Regions from separate parts of the Mus musculus genome. Here regions 1 and 2 are each linked to region 3. The links are chromatin contacts, called in public HiChIP or PLAC-seq maps. All regions are on one chromosome and are shown on one strand. The core of a region is the stretch at or near the end of the contact, and the rest is flanking DNA. Distances in the headings are between cores, read along the strand shown. Region 1 has its middle 9.5 kb from the start of A530065N20Rik. Region 2 overlaps A530065N20Rik (RIKEN cDNA A530046M15 gene). Region 3 has its middle 33 kb from the start of Gm35333.

What was found. HiChIP or PLAC-seq counts read pairs in DNA pulled down with a chosen protein or histone mark.
Region 1: a contact with region 3 is called in an H3K27ac HiChIP or PLAC-seq map of the NIH/3T3 cell line, with 9 times the contacts expected there. The contact joins two enhancer-like sites. A contact is called at or near these places in 1 of 15 datasets of contacts at CTCF or cohesin (the NIH/3T3 cell line), 7 of 484 Hi-C or Micro-C datasets (3T3-L1-derived adipocytes, the C2C12 cell line, cranial neural crest and 3 more), 3 of 115 datasets of contacts at active chromatin or transcription factors (the NIH/3T3 cell line, fibro-adipogenic progenitors and heart atrium) and 1 of 9 other capture datasets (embryonic stem cells).
Region 2: a CTCF HiChIP or PLAC-seq map of the NIH/3T3 cell line shows a contact between it and region 3, with 5 read pairs. The contact joins two enhancer-like sites. A contact is called at or near these places in 1 of 15 datasets of contacts at CTCF or cohesin (the NIH/3T3 cell line), 13 of 484 Hi-C or Micro-C datasets (the 3T3-L1 cell line, the MC3T3-E1 cell line, cerebral cortex and 8 more), 4 of 115 datasets of contacts at active chromatin or transcription factors (the NIH/3T3 cell line, astrocytes, craniofacial prominence and 1 more) and 1 of 9 other capture datasets (embryonic stem cells).

What each region holds. Positions count from the first base shown.
Region 1 is chr13:60,017,988-60,022,346 of GRCm38.p6, reverse strand. No RefSeq gene overlaps it. Among named protein-coding and RNA genes, the nearest start is that of A530065N20Rik, 9.5 kb to the left of the region's middle. Within about 2 kb of position 2,351, at least 111 of the 459 cell types and tissues checked have an H3K27ac peak or open chromatin away from gene starts, as enhancers often do. A contact at or near this core is called in the C2C12 cell line, the NIH/3T3 cell line, heart atrium and 2 more, where this site is marked.
Region 2 is chr13:60,046,692-60,050,954 of GRCm38.p6, reverse strand. All of the region lies in intron 1 of A530065N20Rik (RIKEN cDNA A530046M15 gene), which reads right to left. Among named protein-coding and RNA genes, the nearest start is that of Gm35193, 3.8 kb to the right of the region's middle. Within about 2 kb of position 2,939, at least 65 of the 459 cell types and tissues checked have an H3K27ac peak or open chromatin away from gene starts, as enhancers often do. A contact at or near this core is called in the NIH/3T3 cell line, embryonic fibroblasts and muscle stem cells, where this site is marked.
Region 3 is chr13:60,465,762-60,470,203 of GRCm38.p6, reverse strand. No RefSeq gene overlaps it. Among named protein-coding and RNA genes, the nearest start is that of Gm35333, 33 kb to the right of the region's middle. Within about 2 kb of position 2,298, at least 57 of the 459 cell types and tissues checked have an H3K27ac peak or open chromatin away from gene starts, as enhancers often do. A contact at or near this core is called in the C2C12 cell line, the NIH/3T3 cell line, embryonic fibroblasts and 3 more, where this site is marked.

The sequences.
Region 1 (4,359 bases), core at 1,102-3,601, 450 kb after region 3:
GATATATCTATGCTTAGGCAATAGGTCGCTGGCCACTCAGCTCTTATATCCCATGAGGCTAGTCTCATTGCACGGGATAGAGTGAGTGTGCTTCAGCAGCCCGAGAGAGTTGCACGGCTAAGCACTGCAGTAGAAAGGCTCTGCGGCATATATGAGCCTATTCTAGGGAGACATGTCATCTTTCAAGAAGGTTGAGTGTCCAAGTGTCCTTCTCTCCAGGCAAAACGACACGGGAGCAGGTCAGGGTTGCTCTGGGTAAAAGCCTGTGAGCCTAAGAGCTAATCCTGTACATGGCTCCTTTACCTACACACTGGGGATTTGACCTCTATCTCCACTCTCATTAATATGGGTGGCCTATTTGCTCTTATTAAAAGGAAAGGGGGAGATGTTGGGAGCCGCGCCCACATTCGCCGTTACAAGATGGCGCTGACAGCTGTGTTCTAAGTGGTAAACAAATAATCTGCGCATGTGCCGAGGGTGGTTCTCCACTCCATGTGCTCTGCCTTCCCTGTGACGTCAACTCGGCCGATGGGCTGCAGCCAATCAGGGAGTGACACGTCCTAGGCGAAGGATAATTCTCCTTAATAGGGACGGGGTTTCGTTTTCTCTCTCTCTTGCTTCTTACACTCTTGCTCCTGAAGATGTAAGCAATAAAGTTTTGCCGCAGAAGATTCTGGTCTGTGGTGTTCTTCCTGGCCGGGCGTGAGAACGCGTCTAATAACACTAAGGGAGTCTGAAAATATACGCAATATAGTATCTACCTACTACATAACACAAAATGGTATCATATATATATGTGTGTGTGTGTGTATATATATATATACACACACACAGATGAGCACACATATATAGTATATAGTGTCATATCCTATTGTTTCCTCTGCCTACAGCATATTGAATGCAGTATTTAATGTTGTAATAATAACTAGTAGTAGTAGTAGTAGTATAAATAGGGAAATGTTCACACATCTCATTTTTCTTTGTGGTTTTGGTTCTCCCAGTTTCTATAATATAAATAAATCCCACGCGAACTTAGAAAACAGGATGCTAACATTCTGCTTCTTGGGAACTGTAAACCACCCTGAACCCAGGAGCACAGGTGGGGGGATATGTCCTCCAGTTATGAGCTCTCGAGTGTGTCCTGTTCATCTGAGAAGCCCTCGGGCCCCCATAGCAGGAGACAGGTTAACACTGAGCCTGTTTCTTCCTAAACAGATACATACCCTGAAACTCAAGGGCGGTGCTCTTGAAGAGAACACTCCTAGGAGATCCCATTGCTACACACACGTGGTGCAAGATCAAGACGTAGACTAAAGGCGAGCTTGATCTGCATTTCCGTACCAGCCTAGCCTTGCTGGATGATCCGTGGCCACGCTAAGTATGGGATGGGATGGGAAAGCCCTCCAAAGGCAAGCTGGGTCACCTTGAAAAGCCACCTTCCACGGGGAGAGGCCTGTTCCTTCCTAGTTTTCGAAATAGAAGAAATGGTATCGTTTATAATGCTTATAAGGTCTGCAAGAGGAAGAAGGCAGCCACCCTGAGGTTTTTGCCTCTGTCTGTGAAGATGTATTTGTGAGCACTTGATGCTCTGCATCCTGGACTGGAGCAGCTACAGCAATGCTGGCCACTGCTTCCCATCTCTTCCTTTCCTTCCTATTCGCTTCACTGAGGGGTTCAGCCTTCCTCCCTAGCAGCTGAAATCCCAGCTGACAAGAATCCTCATGGCAGCTCTGTTCTCCCCTCACAACCTGCCTTCCCTGTTGGCTTCACAAAGCCTCCCCTCCCCACAGCCTCCCTCCCCACGGCCTCCCCTCCCCACAACCTTCTCTCCCCACAACCTTCCCTCCCCACAGCCTCCCCTCCCCACGGCCTCCCCTCCCCACGGCCTCCCCTCTACCCCCAGCCAGGCCAGAGAAACAAACGTATTTTTGTCAGTGAATCCACAAGACTTCACTTTGGGGTTAAAAGCACAGAAAATCCCAGTATCGTTTGTCATTGTTTCAATCCTAATGTTACCCTGCTCAAAGCACCACTGATTAAAACCAGGGCAGTTAATAAACCACAGGCTTTATTTCCCTCAAATGTCTATAACCACTTTCTTCAACCCCTATTAAAAGGCAAAACCCCAAGAAAAACACAGCTTTGGAGACCGAGGGCCCTTATTCCCCAGAGGGAGAAAAAGTGAACCAGAACAGAATTGTTCTTTCTCTCTCTCACCTTTCCCCCACTGAGCAGAGTCAAGCATTTTAATAACTAAAGAGAGAGATCAATAAAAAGCAGGGGAGAGCTATCCCTGGTCTGCAGGCCCCTCTGCCTGGCCTCCTTCACCTCGGCATTTGCCAGCAGTTCCAGCCTCTGACTCACATCCTCATTACGTCCTTCTCCGCCCGCCTTCCCCTTAAGGGACTGACTTTTCCTTGCATCTAAGCCAAAAGAATTTCTCTGGATTAAGAGGACTGATGAAAGCATTTTTTAATATTTGAGTTCAGGTTTGCAAGCTCCATAAAACGGACTTGTTCCCAACCGCCTGCTTGGTGCTCCGACTTCCCCCTCTGGATGGTTTTTCTTCTCCATTTGTTCTGCAGCAGGCAGCTAGGACCCTCTGCAGGTGGTGTCTCTGCCACCCTGGAAGCTCTGCCCACAGGATTGTCCACTCTCACAGCCTCCCTGCCTACCCCCACCCCCACCCCCTCGCCCAGTGCAGGATGTAACTAACATCTTTCGAAAAATCCTTCACCCAGTGGTGATGGGACTTAGAAGACATCTTTCATGTTGATGCCATCTGTCTCTCCAGTTAAAACTGGTTTGACGACATGCTGAGCATCTCAGAGGGGAGGCAGGGTCTCAAGCCGCAGGGGAAAGTTTTGACAATTGATTCCAGGAAAAACTGGAGCCCCCTCCCCCCTCCACCCACCCCTGCCCCGGGACTGAGAAGGAGGTGGAAGGGAGGGAGGTTGGTGTCTCTCCAGGGCTGGAAGATGGTCTTTCTTCTTTGTTCTTCTTACATTTGGCACGATGTTTCCCTTGCTCCCCAAATTCATGCAGACTTTACATGACATGAGCCCAGGAGCCTTGAAGTTAGTGGGGGCGAGCATGCCTTTCATGGACGACCCTTGCTTGCCAGGAATGACAGAACTTAGCTCGGTTAAAATGTCCTTGAGCAGCAACCCCTGGGCCAACCCTAGTACCATTCTGAGCTCAGGGCCTGAGAGAGATCTGACTGCCTGAGAAGTAACTGTGCACACAAGTGTTGCTCCCCATTGTCAGATCAAACATCCCTCTGGTCTCCAAGCTAAGTCTCCTTCTGAAAGAGTCAAGTCCTCTCCACTAAGGGCCTCCCTCCCACCTCCCCTCTTTCCCTCTGTGGCATTTTCGTCCTCTTTCTCATCCGATCACACCACCACCCATGGGTAATTATTTTCATATGGCATCCACAGACCAGATGTCACACTTGGTGACAGGGTGGGAGTGTGTATGTGTGCATGTGAGTACTCAGGTGACATTATAAATCCCACCTGAAGGCACACTGTCCTGAAGCGGTTGCTAACTCAGACCACTGAGCTACGCAGAAAAGCTAGCTGCCTTTGGATGAGGACATATTTATGTGGCTCCATTTTTTAAATTAGGTACACTCTAGCAATTTGAGTGCTTAGGGCAGGGGTGGCCAGTGTTTCCATTTTAAACATTCTCACAACAACAACAACAACAACAACCCCCCTCGCTGTGGCTGCTCCAGAGAACTAGAGTAGCACGTGCTCTGTCAGGAACGTCTTCCCAGTCAGTTGCTGTGATTAAGGACAGTTACAATGAGACAGTCTTATCGGGCGTCTCCATCACCTTAACTTTTGAGATAGGGTCTCCTCTTGAGCTTGGGCCTCATCCGTGTGGCTAACCTAGCTGTCCAGTGAGAGCCATCTGTCTTAGCCTCCCAGACTAGGGTTATAAATGCACACCCACCTCCAGCTGCTGAGATAGGTGCTGAAGATCAAAGCCTGGGTCCTCTTATTTCCATGGCAACTACTTTGTTGACTGAGCTCCTTCTAAGACACAGGTGCACAGGCTCCTCCATCTGTCTTCACTGTGAGTCCACCAGGCCATGATCATATTAATTATGATCATGTGTTAATTAATCCAGGGAACAATGAATCAAAAAGATGTGCTTATGGGAGAGAGATTTGTAGGGAAGAAAGGAAAATTACAGGGAGAGGGTAGCAGAATGTGAGAAGGAGAGTAATTAGAATACATCACATGTATGAAATAGTCCAAAGAACAAATCTAATTCATAAAAAAGTTGAACCTAATATTTGTCCCTTTACAGATAATAGTAACTCAATTCATTACTTGTAATAGCTATTCCTG
Region 2 (4,263 bases), core at 1,690-4,189, 420 kb after region 3:
GGCCCATGAGTAATGAGCACTGTGTAGTTCACCGCCTCTGCAGAGTGGCTGCACATGGGTAACTGGAAGAGGAGACTGGCGGGGGAGGGGGGGGGGGCAGAGAATTGTGGTCAAATCTTGATTCTGGCATCCTTGAGCTGTGCGATGTTGGAGAAGTTCTCCCCATTTGGGTAATAAAGTAAAAGTGTGACTTATGTGGTTGGAGTGGTGTCTCAGCTGATAAAGTTCTTGTCACACAAATGTAAGGACCCACGTTCTCATCCTCACACTTGCATAAAAAGCCAGGTCAGGTGTACCTGATATCACACCACTGGCCAGGAGGACACACAAGAGGGTCACTCCATCCAATGGTGAGGTCCAAGTTCAATGAGACCCTGTTGCACAATACTGAAGTAGAGATCTCAAGGTCAGCTTTAGAATGCGTGTGGACACATGAACACACACACACCACAGAAAGAGAGAGAGAGAGAGGTAAAGTGATTGAAGAAGACACTCTGGCCCCCACGTGCATGCACACATCCCACAGCCCTACACAAAGAAGCCATTTCCCACAGGATGGAGAGATACTAGTGAAGCAGGGTGTCCATGCCTAGGGCAGTTTTCAGAGAAGAGAGTCACATATGTAGCAAGGGGACCCTTGGCAGTAAGAAGATCCCCTCCCTTGCCACCCAAGGAGAACACAACTGGAACTTCCTGTCACTAAGGCCTGGCCTCACGATCAAGTCACATCACTTCTGTGGCCTCATCTTCTCTTTGTATAATGCACACTGACGTCGGCCGGGCTTTGCTTGGGGACCCTGGCTAGCAGAGGATGTTCATTTACTCCTAAACACAAATGGAAGACAAATGGCTGTTGGGGCACAGATGAGGCCTGTGGTTTCTTCCGGACAGAGAGAAAGTTTGATCACCAGCTGCTTCCAGGGCTAAGCCAGGCTCTTCCCTAAGGGGAGGGGCTGCATCCCTATTCATCCTGTCTTCTTACCATCGCATGAGCTGCTGGGGCAGCATAGTCCCTTCATCCCCTCATCTCTTCCTTGTTGAGGGTGGATAAAGGCACCTGTCTCCCTCCTTGTAGGCCAGTAGGATAGCCAGATGTCTCAACTCTTCACTTTCCACAATGTCCCCTGTCAGCCAGCACACAAGTGCTGAATCTCTGGTCTCCCTCCTGCGGTGACTCCCAGCACTGGGGTCTCAGCCTTTCCCAAGAACAGGTAGGGAGTTTCCTGCCTCTGTTCAGGTGGTGAGAACACCAAGGCACTCACTGGGATGTAAGCACAAGGGGTCAGAAGTGTCACTTGGTGGGACTTTCTGAATGTAGGTACACTGACGTGTGTAATCACACATCCGCACAGGTGACATTCTCTCTCTCTCTCTCTCACACACACACACACACACACACACACACACGCACACGCGCACGCGCACGCGCACACGCACACGCACACACACTCACACTCATATACACATACACACAGAGACACACACACACTCATACACCTATACACTTATATGGAAAAATCCTCATAAGTACACAACTCATCCTCAGATGAACACACTTCACAGTCTCAACCTTAAGCATACAGACTTGCCTCTCACAGAGCCATAGGCACGCTCATTCACACACAGTCATCAATGCACACACATGGGAACATACACCTTTACACTCACTCACACATTGCCACGCATGCACGTGCACACACACACACAGCCATTGCCACACAGGCACATTGCCCACCTCCACATGGGCACACTCACTCACACAGAGCCATACACGCCCATACACACACAGGCACACGAACATTCATCCACCCACGGACATCAGCACACTCACATGCATTTGCACAAACTCACACGCCCTACACCACCCACAAAGGACATAGAACTCCTCGTGTACCGAACTCCATCTCTACCAATCGGTAAGAGATCCAAATCCTGCGTAGAACTTTCTTGAGATCACAGGGGGTGGGGGGTGTTTTTTAATGATGAGGGAACAGGCTTGGCACTGAGGCATCAGAAGCCAAGTCACAGAGCTGACGTGGCTTCATTGAATCCAGAGGCAGCCCTGGTATTGTGTGCTTTGGGGAGACATCCCACCATGAAGACAAGGCCACCCATGGAACGTTGTCCTCTTGCTAATCCTAGGCTTATTTACAGTGTGAGTCCTGGGAAACAAATGTCCCAGCCTTGCACATGACAGTATCCTCGTGGGTGAGCTCTTCCTGGTTTGGGAACTCTTGAGAGCACCTGGGAGAGGCTACACCCAACCATAGTGAGTGTGGCGCTCAGGTGGCCAAGCCCCAGTCAGGACACTGGGAAGGCGGCGGGGGTGGGGGTGGGGGCATCTCAGCCATCTCCCAGGCCACTATCCCACCCTGCTGCATGAGTGGGCTGCTGGAGACCCGAGCCCACTGGGGACTGTGTGGGTGGGGTAAGACAGTGCCCAGCTCTGTGTGCCAGCTCTTCTTACTAAAGAGCCACATGCGTTGTCATGTCAAATGAGGAAAATATTTTATTTTCCACAGAGCCTGGGGGCTTCTCATCCTGGCAGAGAGGATACACACACCAGAGCACTTGGGCTGCCTTGGAATTTGAGCAGACTAGCGAAGAATGGAGCCCTCAAGACCAGGCAAGCTGCTTCCATTCAGATGAGTCAGCAGTCCACTTTTTTTTTTTTTTAAATTGGGGCTCATCAGAGCTACAGTTTCCACTCTTATGAATATGAGAGACATTTTTTAAAAACATATTTCTTTGTCTGAAATAAAGGTGCTAAATCCTTCTCTGGATGGCCTTAAGTTATTAATCACTTGGTTCTCTAGCTAGTGAGGCCAGAGAAAGCACATTTCCCCGAACCTTGTCACCACACACAAACTTCCCTTCTGCCACATTGACTCCCCCTCCTTGAAAGATTCCTGAGCCCAGCTGCCTTCCTGAATTCCTTCTCCCTCCTCTCTCTTCCCTCGCACTTGTGGCACAGAGCCACACTTCCATGGGAGCCAGGCTCACCCATCCCAGAAAAGCATCAGACCAGAGTTAAACAAGATAACAAAAGGAAAGGGAGCCGAATTCCCTCACAGCTCTGGAGGCTGCCAGAAAGGTGTGGGAAGGTCCATGTTCCCATGCACACTCCAGGGAGGGTCTGTCTGTCTCCCTGGCTGTGGCAGCATTACCCTGGTCTCTGCCTATGTCTTCAACTCCCCTCTCATGTATGCCTCAATCATCTTTCTCTTATGAAGACAGCTGTCCCTGAATTGGAGCCCACCGGGGAATCTTTTTCAACCTCTTTAACTGATTGCAGCTGCAATGACCCCTTTTCCAATAAAGGGACAGGAGTCTACAGATCCAAAAGTCCAAGAGATTGGCCACAAGTCTTTCCTGAAGCCACCATTCACCAAATAACTGCCACAGCACACAGAAAAACAACCAGCAATAACATACATTGTAGACATAACATAACATGCCAGACTTGCTATGTAGGCCCCTCGAGTACATAGATTAAAATAACTTTCCCATTTGAGTTACATATTCCCTCTGTGCTTGGTACTCCAGGGTAGGTAATAGTGGCCTCTAAAGCATAGTCCCCTCTGCCCCACTCAAAACCAACTGTGATGTCACCCTTGCTCCACCAAGGTAGCCAGGTAGTCCTCTGAGTGAGCCACATTGCCACATTGCAGTGAGTAGCCTCTCATTCATGCCCCTGCCTGAGGAAGCTGTGCTCAGGCACAGTTACCACAGGTAGCCAGTGTGTAGAGGAGAGGGCATGGTAAAGGCAGCGGGTTTTGCCTGTCACCAGGGCAGCAATGGGACCAGGTACCATGTCGACACAGCCAGTTGCAAGACTCATTAATGACAATTTATCTGTCTGGCTTCTTTTATGTGTCTCGCTTAACAGTGGCATTAGTCCCAGAGTCTGGGATAGGAGGACAGTGTATAAAAACTGTTTTTGCCCAGCTCCATGCTGTAGTGGGCACTCACAGTGGCACAGAAGATCCTGGTATCCCCCTGCAAGGCTGCATGGGGAGTGGGCGAGTACTGAGGGCAGAGGTGTCCTAAGGCCTGTTAGCAACTACCTCTGTGCTGTCATTTTATAATAACAAGTCTGACCTTCTGAGAAAATACATGGGGGGGGGGGGGAATTAAAGCATTGCTCTAGTTGTCTTCATCATGTGTGTACTCTAGAGGGGAAGTTCCTCAGTGCTACATAGGCCAGGCTGCTGAGGCACGCAGGGTCTTATGGCCTGTGTGTGTGTGTGTGTGTGTGTGTGT
Region 3 (4,442 bases), core at 1,049-3,548:
GCAGGAGGAGCTGAGAGTTCTACACCTTCATCTGAAGGCTGCTAGGAGAAGACTGATTCCCATGAGGTTAGGAGGAGGATCTCAAAGCCCATCCCCCACAATGATACACTTCCTCCAACAAGTCCACACCTCCCAGTGGTGTCACTTCCTGGGCCAAGCACATTCAAACCACCACACCAAGGAAACAAAAGATGCCTGCAATGAAAACTTTAAAGTGCTCGATGAACACCTGGAGAGACGGCTCAGTGGTTGTTAAGAGCAGTTGTTGGTCTTGCAGAAGATCTGAATTCAGTCCCCAACATCTCACATGACACAACCATCTGTAACTACAATTCCAGGAGATCCAATGGCTTCTTCTGATCTCTGTAAGAATCAGTCACTCACACGGTACAGATACATACATGTAAGCAAACATTCACACCCACAAAATAATGATGAAAATCACAGCTGTTATGAGGGTAACCAACTGAGTTTTAAAGTTGGATACAAGGCCCACTTTGTAGGTGGGAGCTCGTGTCCAACAGTGTGGGCCTGGTCAAAGACCCATGGCTAGGGGAGCCATTGGCTCTAGGGATGAGCCTTCTAGGTTTATTTTGCTAAGCTTATTTGTTAAGCTGCATCTTAATAGTTATGCTTGCTCTGTAGTCTAGCAATATCCTCAAGTTTGTTCAAAGAAGTTTATCTTTGCAGGGAGCATTTGCTAATACAAACTCGCGGTTGGTGACAAGGTTGAGAACCAATCACTATACATGCTCAGCATTACACAAACCCCCCTTATTGTCTCCTCCACAGCTTGGAGAACATTGTGGAGGAAGCAGGAGAAAGAACTTAAGATCTGAGGGACATAAGGTGCTGTCATGAGGGCATGACATGGCTGCCACGCTCATGAACTCACAATGGCTAGAGCTGTCTGCACAAGTCTGAGCCCCCAAAACATTCAGCCATAGATGGGAAAGAGTTTCATAGGATCCCCTCCGCCCAGGGGGTGAATGGTGGTGGATGACTGCGGTGGGGGGCGGGGGGGGGGAAATAATTTTCTTCAGTGATGTAGCCACTTCTGCGTTATCCACAATTCAATGGACTCTCCACACTCTAGCCCAAGCTAATGGCGGTCACTAGAGCTGGTGGATCACAAAACAGAAACAAGAGGGATGGGGCTTGGTGGAATAGGAGGAGGGTAAGAAAGAGTGAAGGAATGAGTGTGAACAGAATGCATTATACACACGTATCAAATTGTCAAAGAATAGATTAGTAAAAATAAATTAGATCTCAGAGTCTCTCTCTCTCTCTCCCTCTCTCTCTCTCTCTCTCACACACACACACACACTTCTAGGAGGTGAATACACTTCAGTTTAAATGATAGAAACCTGGCTTTGACTTTTCTTCCTATAACTTTGGCTCCCAACCTTCTTGATGCTGCGACACTTTAATGACTTTAACGGAGCCCCTCATGTTGTGGTGACCCACAACCATACAATTATTTTAGTTGCTATTTCATAACTGTAATTTTTCTACTGTTATTAATTGTGATGCAAGTATTTTTGGAGATAAGAGGTTTGCCAAAGTGGTTGAGAACCGCTGCTTTAACTCAATATTGACTCTTCCCTGTTAAGAGAGACATCATGATGTTTATCGAAGACTCTAATGGAGTTTGGGTTGGGGGAGAGAATCTCGGTGATAATAAATTTTCATACAAATCAATTACTTTAATGCTATGAAATATTTAGTAACTCACGTCTGTCTGCCTAAAGCGGGGACAGTTAAATTATGACGAATGTGACATGTAATTCCTTGGGGACACCACTGGGTGGAGCCATTTCCACAGCAAAGATACAACAAAGATAAAATGGAAAATCGTGTTCAAGGCACAAAAGTAGCTTACTAATAAATTCTCTATGCTTCCGGTCATCTGGCCCACAAGTCTCCAAGCCGGCAATGAATGAATGAATCAATGAATGAATGAATCAATGAATGAATGAATCAATGAGTGAGTGAGTGGCTGAAAGAGGAAGCAATACAATGTAGCCAAAAGTTTAGCCAGTGGATCCTGTCTGTGGCTTTGGCTGTTTTTTGTTTTGTTTTTTGGTTTTGTTTTGTTTTGTTTTTTACACAGGGGCTGTAACAGCAGTCTAGTGGGCTGGCTGCATGGAGGGACGCAGCCCTCTGGGCCAGCTGATGTGATGAGGGAGCCAAGCTACTCCTCAGCAGGAAAAGGTCTTACACTTACATCTCAGAGCATGTCTTGGGCTGCCTAATGGAGCTGCTTCTCTTTTGTTCTTCCTTTTGCAGCTGTTTTCAAGCCTTGCATTTTAGGTGCGTGGGTGTTTGGTCTGACACATGTCTGTGCAGCATGTGCAGTGCCCGTGGAAGCTTGCAGAAGATGTTGAATTTCCTAGAACTGGAGTTATAGACACTTCGGAGCCACCTTAACAGTGCTGGGAGTCGAACTCCGGTCCTCTGGAGGAGCAGCCAGTCCTCTTACCCTCCAGGTACCTCTCGTAGGTTTTTTTTTTTTTTTTTTTTTTTTGACATATCAAATTTGACAAGTCAAATTTGTCTCCTGATTGAAAAGTTTTCACAGAGACATCATGGAGTTGGCTGGCTTACCCCAGAGTTTTCCACATTAAAATCATTTAACACAGAAACTATCAAAGATGACCAAATGAAAGGTGTCATTTATAATCCCAAGAGAGGGGTTCCCTTTGCTTAGAAGGCATTCTTTTTGGCTCTGAGAAAGGGCAGCTGAGGTCAGCTCAGGCTGCTGTACAGCCTGCTCCAGAGGCCCACACAGCCCACAGACAGAGGCCCACCCGGCCCACGGACAGAAACCCACTACCTCTGCTCATCAACTGCCACAGTGCTCTCTTTCTGATTATTTTCTTGGCTAAAAAACAGCACCAAAAGAGAGGTAATTAAAAAAAATTGACTTCTGGCAATGGTTTCCTATGCCAAGGGAAGCGAGAGAGCCCAATTTTATTGCCCCATGAGTCAGTTTTGTCTGTTACTGTAAAAAGATTGTTATGAAACTCATCAAATATTACTTCAGAGGAGAGCCAGTGTTTGTGATCTGTTCAGAAAACAAATTAATCAAGACACTTCCGGACGGGTCCTGGCTTCACTGGCTGAAGTGGTATTTACGTAGCCACCTTCCAGAACCTTCTCCCACACTTCCTTGGAAGGAAAGTTCAGGAAAACAGACTGTCTGGGACTAGAGTCAGTGCTGAATGACATGAAGAAAGCAGCCTGCCTTTCTCCAAGTTCAGCTTAGCTCAAGAGGGGACTGAGCAGCCAGATGAAGGTGCAGGCTGGGCACAGAGAACCCTGGTAGTCTGCAGGCCACACATAGATGACAGGGTCCCCAGAAGGCAAAGGCTTAGTACACAGCCCTAAGAATCAATGAAGAACCACATTTGCCAGCAAGTCCCAGAGGCCTGAGGCCTAGGAGGGGAGATAAAACCACCCTGAGCAGGATCTCTATACACCAGACAAACCGGGCCACTGTGGGTGGGGCTGTGCAGGTCATGACCCTCACTAGGTCAGGGTGAAAGTATATGCCTGACTTCAAGGACAACAAATAAAGAGAACTTTTCTATCCTTAAGTCTATATGTATCTGTGCTAGGGAGACAGCCCAGCTTGTGAAGTGTTTTCCTTGCAAGGACCTGAGTTTGAATCCTAGAACCTACACACACACACACACACACACACACAAAAGGTATGAGTTTGTGTGGACTTAGGAGGTGAGGCAGGTAGATCCCTGGGGCTCACTGGCCAGAAAGACTAGCATATATTGTAAGCTTCAGGCCAGTGAGAGAACTGATTCAAAATACACACAAACAGCAAAGTGGTTGAATCCCGAAAAATGGTACTAGAGGTTGGATTCCACGTGCACACACCCTAGCATGTGTATCTGAACACACGTGGGCCCACATAAACAGGTAGCCACACACACAACTGGAAAAAACAAAAACAAACCACCAACAAAAAACCCAAACCCAAACACCAAGAAACAAATCAAGCACATGAACCTGGTGCTTGGTAAAGGGCGTGTTCCTGAAAGCACACGTCTTAGAAGTGCACTGTGACTTAGGAAAGGAGAGGGAACTGACCCCAACCCTGTTCTATGCCGAGGACAAAAAAATTCTGCCCATAGTTGGCCTGTGCCCTCCGGCTGCTCATTCCTGTGCCGGCTGCTCCTGAGCGTCTGGTAGCCTCTCCATTGGCCTTGTCTTCAACAACCGTCTACCATCAAGTGAGCTAGTTCCTAGAAACAACTCTGTGTGTTTGTGTTCTACTGGTTGTTTCTCTGAAGGGCACGTAGCACCAACACCATGAGTCTTGGGAGCATTCTTTAAGATGATTCTTTTTAGAATTTATTCATCTCATTTCATGTGTGAGTGCTTCGCCAGCATGGATGTCAGTCTTCTGTGACCTTGGCGAAGCT